Regions from separate parts of the Gossypium hirsutum genome. Here region 2 is linked to region 1. A link is a contact called in public Hi-C data. All regions are on one chromosome and are shown on one strand. Each heading gives the region's core, a stretch centred on a gene start, on an enhancer-like site or on the middle of the called end of the contact. The rest is flanking DNA. Distances are from core to core; before and after follow the strand shown.

Region 1 (5,693 bases), core at 2,940-5,439:
ATCCTATAACAATTGCTTAAGAATTTAAACTATCAATAACATTAAGAATAAAAGAGACTCAATTCTAACCAATAAACACATAATAAGAGTTTATTTAAGTTAGATCACAGCCTACTCTACACAAATAATCACGCAGTCGCCATAACTATTAGAAATCAATCAATCAACTAAATCTCTAATTAACAAAGCAACCGTTCTAAGCTATCAAATACCAACCAAATATTTAACAAATTTGAATAATTGTAATTAATCCAAAAGATATGCAAATACTAAAGAGTAAAGACAAGATTAAAAATAATTAGATCTAACAAACTTTAGATAATCAAACTTCAACTAAAAAAGAGGGATAAAAACCCATAAAGAAAATAAAATACAAAACCAAAATAAAACCAATAATGGTTATATCCCTCTCTCAACCTAATAATGTCTATTTATAGGGAAAAAATATGATGGAGAAAATACAAAAGTGCCATTGAATACATAGAGCGAAATTTTTTTAAGTTTTTTGACAATTTTTGCATCAAACTTCCAGATCATTTTTAGATATCTTCCTAACATTTTAATGCTTAAGTCGTGAAATAACTTTTATTAAATCTTCCAATTCCTTTCAAATCAATAAATTATGAACTCAAAATAAAAGTCTATAATTCAAAATCATCAAAATACTAAAATTGCATAATATTAAAAGTACAAACTATAAAAATTTGCCACAAACTACTTTTTCTCCGATATCCACCCTTCATGCAAAATTTTCAAAAAGTTAAATTCAAAATGAATTAGTTAGTATTAACTTATTGAAACAGAAACAATTATTAGGAAAAAATTTGTAGCCTTGAAAAAAAATTACCCTGTCCTTCAAACAAGCCAATCAAAATTAGTGCTGGCTGTGAGGTTCGAACTCACGCGCACTTATGTGCAGCAGATCTTAAGTCTGCCCCCTTAACCTCTCGGGCAAACCAGCTGACTGTTCGTACTTAACATTGAACCCATATATAAAATCTTATGTATATTGGTTTTTCTATCATCTTATGTCCATTTTTCTCTACCCAAGTATTACAAAGTCCTTGGAGAACAGACAGGCAGGCAGGCAGAGCAATGTTTGTAATAGGTACAAAGAGTTCATACCCATTGTTCTATTACTACTATCATAACTGTTGCTCAGTCTTCCATCGGAACTAAAACAGATGCTTGTAATTCATGGATGGACCTTTTTCTATATGCAAAAATTCTAACTCTTCAGTCAGAAATTTTAGTATAACTCAATTTTTGGTATGTCCTTTTCTTTGGAGTGCAGCTTAATTTCCCGTAACTTGCATTAATCATTTCAAAGACAATAGCTTGCCACTTTTCTCATGTGTTATTGTTGTGGCGGATATTACAATTTTATACGCCTACTATTATGTATTTATCTTCATACAATATAAGCCCTGGAATACGGATTTTCTTCTACTACTTTGTTCTTTCAATTATATTTATCCTTTAGTCGTTTAGTAAAATGAATGCATTAAAGCTTGCTGTGCATTCCTAAAAATGATAGCACATTTTGCATTACCACATGAAATTATTATCATTTTACCAGTTGAAATAGTTAATGGTTAACTATATGATGAATAAGCATTGCCATTCAACATTTCGTTATCCAAAAAAAAATACAAAAGTTTTAACTTCTATAGGCTCCAAAAACATAAACATCAAATTTAATGCCAGAAAAAAAAAACACGACTAAAATAGTAAACGATTTGAGATACGCAACATTACACCCTAAATATATAATTTGCCAAAACAATAAGCTTTCAATCAGAAGCAAGGGGACTCAATTGCCTTTTTTAGACAATAAACTACCAGTTTACTAAGAAAAGCATAATCTCTCAAAAATTAAACATGCACATAAGAGCATGTAATATCATCTCATTTGCCACCATGCTTGGCCTTCTTGTGGGACTCTAGACCACCCTCGGAACCAAAGGACCTGTTCATGGTGAATGGAGGAAGTTAGTTAAGAAACCAAACCGATTCAAAACAAAATTGGAAGCAGTTCTAAAAGTTATAGGCAAGTACTTGCTACAAGATCCACAAGAGAATTGACCACCAGACTTTGGACTCTTTCCAGAAGTTTTCCCAGCTTGCTTTGATGGGTGTGGGGTTGCAGTGTGACCACCCTTCTTACCATCTGCAAGAGCAAGGAATAATGAAATCATAAGATCTTAAAGAAATGGATGCCAGATCAAGGTAAACCATTGCCAAAAACATGTCAAAACCATATATGATACGGCAGAGTTTCATGTGAACTATGAGAAAAGACCTGTTTTCTGAGGTGTCGCTGCAGGTTTAGCCTTCTTTGCAGAAACAGGTGTTGCAGCTTCTGCCGGTCTCTTTTTGCTCGACTCAACCTTGAAATCCAGAGACATAAATTTACATCAACTGAATCAGGTCAGATTGAACAATCAAGTACCAGTTAGAACCCACAAAACGTACCTTCTTAGGTGTCTCCTCATCCTCATCATCTGAACTTTCATCCACAGACATCTGTCCAGAAGAACAGAAAAATTCAATCCAAATTTCTCAATCACTACTTCAACTAGAGAAAAACAAATCCTTAAAAATTATCAAACTGAAGTCATTGACAATAAAATTAAAGTCATATCAAACAAAACACCACTCAGAACAAAGGAAAAACATTCAATATGAAATTATGGTTTTGCTTAGTTTTGAGAAAAGGACCTCTTCATCTTCATCATCAGAACCACTTCCATCCTCGGAATCACTATCATCATCATCGTCCTCATTTTTCTTGTTATCACTTGGTTCAGTTATCTTGACAGCTTGTTTTACAGCATCAGGTTTCCCAGCATTAGCCGTTTTTGCATCTGTCTTAGCTTTTCCTGTAATGGAAGAAAATGTTTGCAGGTTGAAAGTGCAAATTAGTAGAATCTTCAATTATTGATACTAAATTCCAGTACACAAAGAGAACTAACCGTTTTCAGCAGCCACAGGAAGTTCCTCATCCTCGCTACTTTCTTCCTCACTATCTGTATATAAGAATAATATGCATGAGAAAAACTTGATTAAAGCAATTTGCAATTAGGCAAAAGATATATTCCATTACTCACCAAATTCATCATCAGAGGTGACAGAAAACAGCATAGAAGTCAAGGAAGCACAAGATTTCACAGGCAAAATTCACATTAAAAAAATAAGTTTGGTTATTACAAAAAAGAAAAACAAAATAATTGCTATTGATAAAAGGATATCCTTCCTCTGGGACAAAAGTTCTGTAACCAAGGAAATAGACGCTCCCATTTTTCCAGTTGTGAGAGAGCTCAAAGCCTTGCTCAAATACTAAATCAAAACACAATTGCGGGCAATTCTGGTGGGAAAGTGTTCCGAGAACGAGTTTCTTCCCATTAACATTCACATAGAGAGGAACCGACTCTGCTTTGTTCTTTGACTCACCAAGTGTTGCCTAAAACATAAGGCAACAAAGCAGATGATTTTAGACAAACAACAATAGATAACAACATCAAGTTAGACAGTTTCCAACCTGGGAAAGATGGATGACATGACTGGCACCAGGGTCCGTTTTAATAGGCTGTCCAGCTTTAACTTCAATACCTAATAGTAGCATAAAAGATGATCCAATTTGATTAACCCAATTTGAAATAAAAACAATATGTCCATGTCTCAAGTATAATCCTGAAAAATATAATTTGCATATAATCATTTTCAACAAGCTACCATCCAATGACAAAATAATTACCATGTGTCAAATCATACTGATAAATCTCAAATAATGAAACCAGCAACTGATGCTATTAGCGTTGACAACAGTAAACCCAAAACCCAATCAAACACGGCCACAAAAACAAGCTTCCCATTGAAAGAGAGAAGTTCAAATAAAACCCAAGGGAAAGCTAGCATCATTTCATTAGAATTTTTTAAAAAAAAAATCAAAGCTTCAAAAAGTAAAAGAAACATAAACATAAAATCGAAGAGAGATAAGTAAAAGAAAGAATGGGTTACCCCAGAACTCCATTGATGAGGATGATGAAAGACGAGTGAGAGGACTAAGGTTTTAGTGGCGTCTGAGAACTAGGGTTTTACGAGGAGTGGGAGAAGGTGAGAGTAAAAACACGCCTTCCAAAGAAGAGAGTGGAATTGAATGGCAATCGAAATGAATTTATATGATAGTTGCCGCTTATTTTATTTCTAGGGTTTTTAAAAAAAAAATTATTTCTTTTCAATATTCAAGGATTTGTTTGTGAAGGCTTCCTTTTCGGACTGACCCAATTATGATCAACCCATATGTTTTGTAAAGCCCATAATAAGCCCATCACTAAAACTATCTACAAATACCTAAAGACTAGGCCTCATATCTCCATATCAATATCACTCTTTTATCTAGGTTGTTTGGCACTTAAAATTGGGGTTTTAAAAAAATTAATTGAGTTTTAGCTTGATTAGTATGGGTATTGTTGTCAATACAGAAGGATGTGAGTTCAAATGTACTAAAACACATTATCCTCTTATTTATAGGTTGGGAGGAGTTATGGATTTTAGGCATTGTGTAAAAAAAATATTAGAACTTATAATGAAATTGTTCAAAAAAATATTTGGGTAAAAAAAATTGGCCGCGTTCAATGACCGACACCTCAGCAAATTTTCACTCCACAAGTAAAGTTAAGATTTTGATATGTGACCTTAAATTGCATTTAAAAATTTAAGGGATAAATTTCAAAACTATACATAAATTATGATTTAATGTGTAAATTTATACACGAAATTTTGATTTGATCAAATTCTCACAAATCATTAATACAATTATTGATATAGCATTATTTTATGTTTATATATTGCATACACATATAATTATATTTATCCAATATAAAAATAAATTTGATTATTTATTTCTTTAAATGTGTATGACTGAATCAAAATTAAAGTTTCATGTATGTATTTGAACCACAATCGAAGTTACATGTATATAATTATATTAAATTAAAATTCATATATCAAATCACACATTGAATAAAGTCTTAAAATTTATCTCGAAATTTAAAAAATAAAAATAAAATATGTGATAAAATTTCAAAGGGAGTTAAATAATTCACGGCCAATATACCAAACTTGTTGATTTAGAAAATATAAATTTCGTAATAATATTTCTAAGTGAACTGAAATTGCATTTATTACATGAAAGCAATTCTTACGTAAGAATTATATTTTTTAATTACAAGAAATTTCAATACGTAGTAATATATTTACAAGAATTTATAATAGGAATGATATATTTAAGGTTCGTATGTACAAACATTAGTATTATTTTAGGATTTGATGTAAGTAAAGGAATTAAATTTTAAATTTTTAAAAGTATTAGGGACTATTATATTAAAATTAAAATTCTATAGATTAGTAATTATTATATTGCTAATCATGTTTTGTGTTATTTTACCTATTATTTTAAATATAATTTTTTAAAATTAAATAGTAAACTATTCCACAAATAATTATATTTTTAATTTTTTATTTTATTATAAAATATAATTTAATTAGTTTTTAATAATATAAATAAACAATTTTTTATCTAAGAGTAAAATTTTCATTTGCAATCTATTCCTTGTATATTCCTTATCATTACTCTATCAAACCAAACAATATAATATTATGTTATTATTGTATTCCATTCCCACCTAATA
Region 2 (5,180 bases), core at 1,741-4,240, 620 kb after region 1:
ACAAATTTGATTTGAATGATGTTTAAATTAATATGTTTTGATAATATGATTGTGATACCTATGAGGGTACATTGGTTAGACATCTAGGTTGATTATTTTGACAAGTTTTGAAGATATTTGATTTTGTTTCAAATTGGTTGAACAATTGATTTTGAGTTGTTTAGTATTCAAGATTGTAGGGAATGGTAAACTTGATGTTTAAGGTTCATTTTGAGTCCACACGGCTAACCCATGGGCGTGTGGTTTGACCTGTGTTCCTTGCAACTTTAAAATTTCAAAACAGAATTCTCAGCTATTTTTATACGTGCAGAGACACGGATGTGTGTCTCAACCGTGTGTGACACACGGCCTAGCACACGGGTGTGTGACTTGGCTGTTTGATCCCTGCATCTTAATATTGCAAGTCAATATGCTCACACGGCCTAGCACATAGGCGTGTAGCTTGGCCGTGTGACTCAAGTCAGTAAGCACCTAAATTTGGACACGGGTTAGGACACGGCTGTGTGTCCCTATTTCGAATGTTCACATGGCCTGAGACACGGGCATGTCTCTTGATCGTGTGAGACACACAGCCTGGTCACACGAGTGTGTGTCCTCTATTTTTTAAAATTTTTTTGATATTTTCGGAAAAAATTTCTGAGTACCCGGTTTAGTCCCAATTTATTTCTAACATATATTTTGGGCCTCAAGGACATATATAAAGGACAATATGATTGATTTATGACATGTATGTTAAATAATATGTAATGTCTGTTTTTGATCTGAAAAGTCTAATAATGCTCTATAATCTTGTTTCGGCAACGAAAAAGGGTTAGGGGTTACAAAAATTATTCTTTTACAAAATTGGGGTCAATTGACCTCTCTATCTCTATTGCAGCTCCTACAATTGTAAGATTGCTTAAGTAATAGAAGGTATTCTTCTATATTTTAAAGTTTTAGTTTTGATTGAAATATAGGGTGGATACGAAAAAATAATTAGTAATTGAATTTGGGTGTAATTATTTATAATTATACATGCATGGTATGTTTAGATGGTCACTGTAATTAGTGAGTTTCACAAAATTAAGTATAATTGGAGCAATTCAATTACACTCTTTAATTTTTAAGAAAATGTAAGAATTATAAATAGTTACATTCAATTTTTTTTATATAATTTTCCAAACATATTAGTTGATGATTTAAGTTTAAAATGTTGTTTTATACTGTAAGAATAGCGTATCAAATATGAAATCCATTCTAAAGAAAAAACAATTAACCTTTGTTTCTATTTCTTGAGCAGATTCAGTATTCATTTATTTGCGCAAAATGGGGAAGATGACCTAAGGCCGCTCCGTTTCTTGGGGTCCATAACCACAAAGTATGGCATGCCCCCCCCCCCCCCCCCCTCTTAATTAATCCTCAAACTTTGAACCTAACTACTTAACAAAAAAAAAACATTTTGTTGAATTGTTCTATATTTTCATGACAATTTCTTATTTCTTATTCAATGCAAGATGTATCTATAAACCCATTCTTTTTTAAGAAAAACACTTTTGTCTTTCATTACAACAAATAAATATGTTTGTTTAAGAACCTAATGATAACATAAAACCCAAATGCATGTTCTAAACAGCCCTTTGTCTCTGACCTCCCTTTTCATTTCTTTTACTTTTTAAAGCACTCAAATTATAGGTTATTTCCATTTGGCTATTTGCATCTACTTTAATCCATATTTCAACAAAGCTTTATTTTTAGCCTTTTTAAGTACTAGAGTTATTAAGATTCAATAGATGGGGTGATAATTTTTTTAATTCTAAAATATTTAATTGTATATTAGAAGGTAAAAAGATGTTTTAGTGTATGAGTGGGGAATTAGAGGAGAAAGAGTGTTGAGTCTTCACCTAAAAGCCAAAGCCCTAACTTCATGGGTGCTTGTGCATTGATTTCAATGTTGCTTCTTAACTGTAACCACATGCTTTTTATTTATTTTTGTATTTCTCTGATATTAAAGGATGTTACAGCTACAGCTTTAATTAAAAATAGTCACACAGTTAGTTAAGTATTTTAATTTATAATCTAGAGGGACAATAACTAAAGGGATAGAGTTTTTTCATCATGCATTAACCCTAAATTTACTACTCATTTTGTGGATCTATCAATCCCACATCAAATATTATTTTTAGTACAAAATCTACTTTCAATTTTAAAAACCCATACAAATTTAATTTCCTTATTTATATTTTTTTTTTGCCTATTAAATGCATTATATCAGAATTACACAATTTCCTTTTCCATATTACCAGCATGCTATCTTTCCACAGCCTCCTTGCCTTTCACTCTCCCCTAAACTTTATTTTCACTCTTACCACCTCCCCTATTTATCTTCCTAAACTTTTAAATCTCATTTTTATTTTATGTAAATTTGTTTTTTCTTTAATTTTATCATAATTAATTTTAATTAGAATAGTGATATAGTTATAGTTAAAATATCTTTCTTATTTCAGTAAATAGATAGCCACTCAATTATAATAATAAATAAAATATTTTAGACACCTACAAGAAAAAATTTACAATTTAATTACTCACCTTACATAATTTGATTATTTTAATTACTCCCGTTAAAATCATAAATGTCAAGCTAACATAAATTTTTCTTTTAAATTTTGATTTTCCATGTAAAATCCATGTCATTATTATTCATTAAATTCTATTATGATAAAAGAAGATTGTTTAGTTGCCGAACCAAAATTGAGAAATCACCATTTTGGGAAAATGATATATTAATTTTGTTTTTTGTATTTTTTGAAGAAATAGATGATATTGCGAGAAAAATTTATGTCAGTTTACCATTTATAATTTTAATGAGAGTGAATAAAATGATCGAATTGAGTAACATAAGTGCCTAAATTGTAAACTTTTATTTTGAAAATTTGAAATAAACTTTTTTATAATTTTGTGGTTATTTTTAAATATATGTAACTGGAATTTTATTAAGTATTGATAATCACAGAAGCCAAGGGTAAGGAATTAAAAGCACAAGAAGATTGGTGGTATTTCAGACCAGGTCCAACTTCACTTTCTGCCTTTTTCATTTCTTCTTTAGCAATTTTTAATATATGTGATGAACTGGCAAAGCAAGCTTGAAGTTTCTCTTGCATCACTCTCCTGCTTCTTTACTTTGATTATATTATTGTAGATTATATAAAAGGGTCAAATAGAGAGATTCATATTTATTTAATACACATGCATATGGACCTAAATTTCCTTGCTGCTGCTGCCTGTCTTCCTCTTATTTCCATAATATAAATTTCTTCTTTACATAAATCTCTCCAAAGCTTTAGATCTTTCCTCTCGAAATCGGAACCCATTTTTTTCTTTTGCAGTTTTCGATATATACAATGAGAGACATTGTTTCTTGTTTCAGTGAGAACGCAGTAAATGTTTCACATTCTTCATGTTCCAGCTATTCGAGCAATGCTTGCATCGCTCCAAGCCTAGCCCCATCAGTCCAAAATGCAGTCACGGGTGTTTACAGGCTCATTCTTTCAACCCAGAAGCAGCTTTTGATCCGAGTCACTTGGTGCAAGAACCACACCGGTCAAGGCCTAAGCATTAACATCGGTGATGACCCTTCCACATCTTTCAAGCTCAACACCAACTTGAGATTCTTCAGGAAGAAGAAAGGCAACAAAGTGATCGAATCCGATCATTCCAAGATCGAAGTCCTCTTCCATGCTAAGTATGATACGGGACCCGAACCTGTTGATGGGTTCTATGTTTTAGTCATGGTTGATTCCGAGATAGGCCTTGTTTTAGGCGATATGGCTGAAGAAACGGTCACCAAGAAGTTCAAAAATGCAACCCCAGTTGCTAAAGTCTCCCTCATTTCCAGGCAAGAACATTGTTCTGGCACTACGCTGTATTCCACGAAGGCTCAATTCTGTGATACAGGCATTGTACATGATATTCTAATCAGATGCAGTGGTGAACATGAAGGCCTGAAGTACCCGGTTTTATCGGTTTGTATCGATAAGAAGACGGTGATTCGAGTAAAGAGGCTGCAATGGAATTTTAGAGGAAACCAGACGATATTTGTTGATGGATTGTTAGTTGATCTGATGTGGGATGCCTATGACTGGTTCTTCAATCCTGTTACTGGTTCAGCTGTGTTCTTATTTAGGACAAGAAGTGGTTTGGATAGCCGGCTTTGGTTGGAGGAGAAGTTGGTGCAGAAAGACCAAGACAGAGTTGAATTCTCCTTGTTGATTCATGCCTGTAAGAACACATAAAGAAACGGATCAGTTTGTTCATGTTTGTTTATTTTGTTTTAGATTTTCAGTTTTTTTGTCCAAATTTCTTCCTTTTTCATCTCAATTTTTCCCCCCTTTCCTTGAAAGGAATAGATACTTGAATTCTTTGATCATAAGAGAAAAGAAAATAACTTGAGCTGCAGAATATTTTAGTTTCTGTGTTGCAGAATGTGGAGTGTAGCTTTAACTAAAAGTTGGTTTTGTTTCTGTGGTAAAAAAGATTTGGATAATTAATTACAGTGAACATAATGCTCGTAATGATAATGTTGTGAGGTTCAAATAATTGAAACTGTAAAAGAAAAGACATCTCAAAACAAGCTTTTCTCTTTTTTTCTTTGGAAGGGTATCAATGAAGATTTGGTAAAAGCATTTGGATATATTGAAAGATAACAAGGAAGATTGCTAGCTTTTGCCTTTAAAAGGACAAAATAAAGTGGGGAATCTCCTGCTACTGTTTACTAACAATTTGACCATAGAATATTTCCATTTGAATTTGCTTTTTATAAGGTAGTTAATTATACAAAATTTTCTGGTTTATTAGGCATATAGTGGATCATAACTCTAGCTTGCTTTGGATGGCTATGAAAACAACCGTGAACATGCGCATGGCTTGCTTGAACTTGCCCATGCTTCGCACCTTCTATCATAAAAGAATAGCAGTCCATGGTCCCCTTGGTCCTTCGGAATTAATATTTGGTCCACAAGCAAGAACCAAAACTTTCTCAAGGGAGATGCCATTAAGTACCCATATTAAGGCTCTTCATTGGACCCTCAGTAACCAAGGATTGCAAAGGTATATGTTTCCTTGCTAAAAGAGTAACATTAATTCTTTGGCTCCACCCCTTCCATTTCTACATGTGAAATTTAAATGAAGACAACTAAGATTTCTGG

What was found. Hi-C and Micro-C count contacts between places; a contact is called where the count stands out from the background.
Region 2: a Hi-C map of leaf shows a contact between it and region 1, with 2.2 times the contacts expected there. The contact joins the promoter of LOC107912790 here to the promoter of LOC107912781 in region 1. A contact is called at or near these places in 2 of 34 Hi-C or Micro-C datasets (both in leaf).

The regions. Positions count from the first base shown.
Region 1 is chrA09:64,596,652-64,602,344 of Gossypium_hirsutum_v2.1, forward strand. It overlaps LOC107912781 (histone deacetylase HDT1), which reads right to left and starts at 4,190. Exons shown (of 10, transcript XM_016841107.2): 1 at 4,021-4,190; 2 at 3,542-3,612; 3 at 3,252-3,463; 4 at 3,111-3,127; 5 at 2,976-3,029; 6 at 2,722-2,882; 7 at 2,476-2,526; 8 at 2,303-2,390; 9 at 2,059-2,170; 10 at 1,605-1,969. The coding sequence starts at 4,033. The coding sequence ends at 1,909. It overlaps TRNAL-UAA (transfer RNA leucine (anticodon UAA)), which reads right to left and starts at 961; the gene lies at 879-961.
Region 2 is chrA09:65,221,166-65,226,345 of Gossypium_hirsutum_v2.1, forward strand. It overlaps LOC107912790, which reads left to right and starts at 2,991. Exons shown (of 1, transcript XM_016841117.2): 1 at 2,991-4,519. The coding sequence starts at 3,378. The coding sequence ends at 4,268.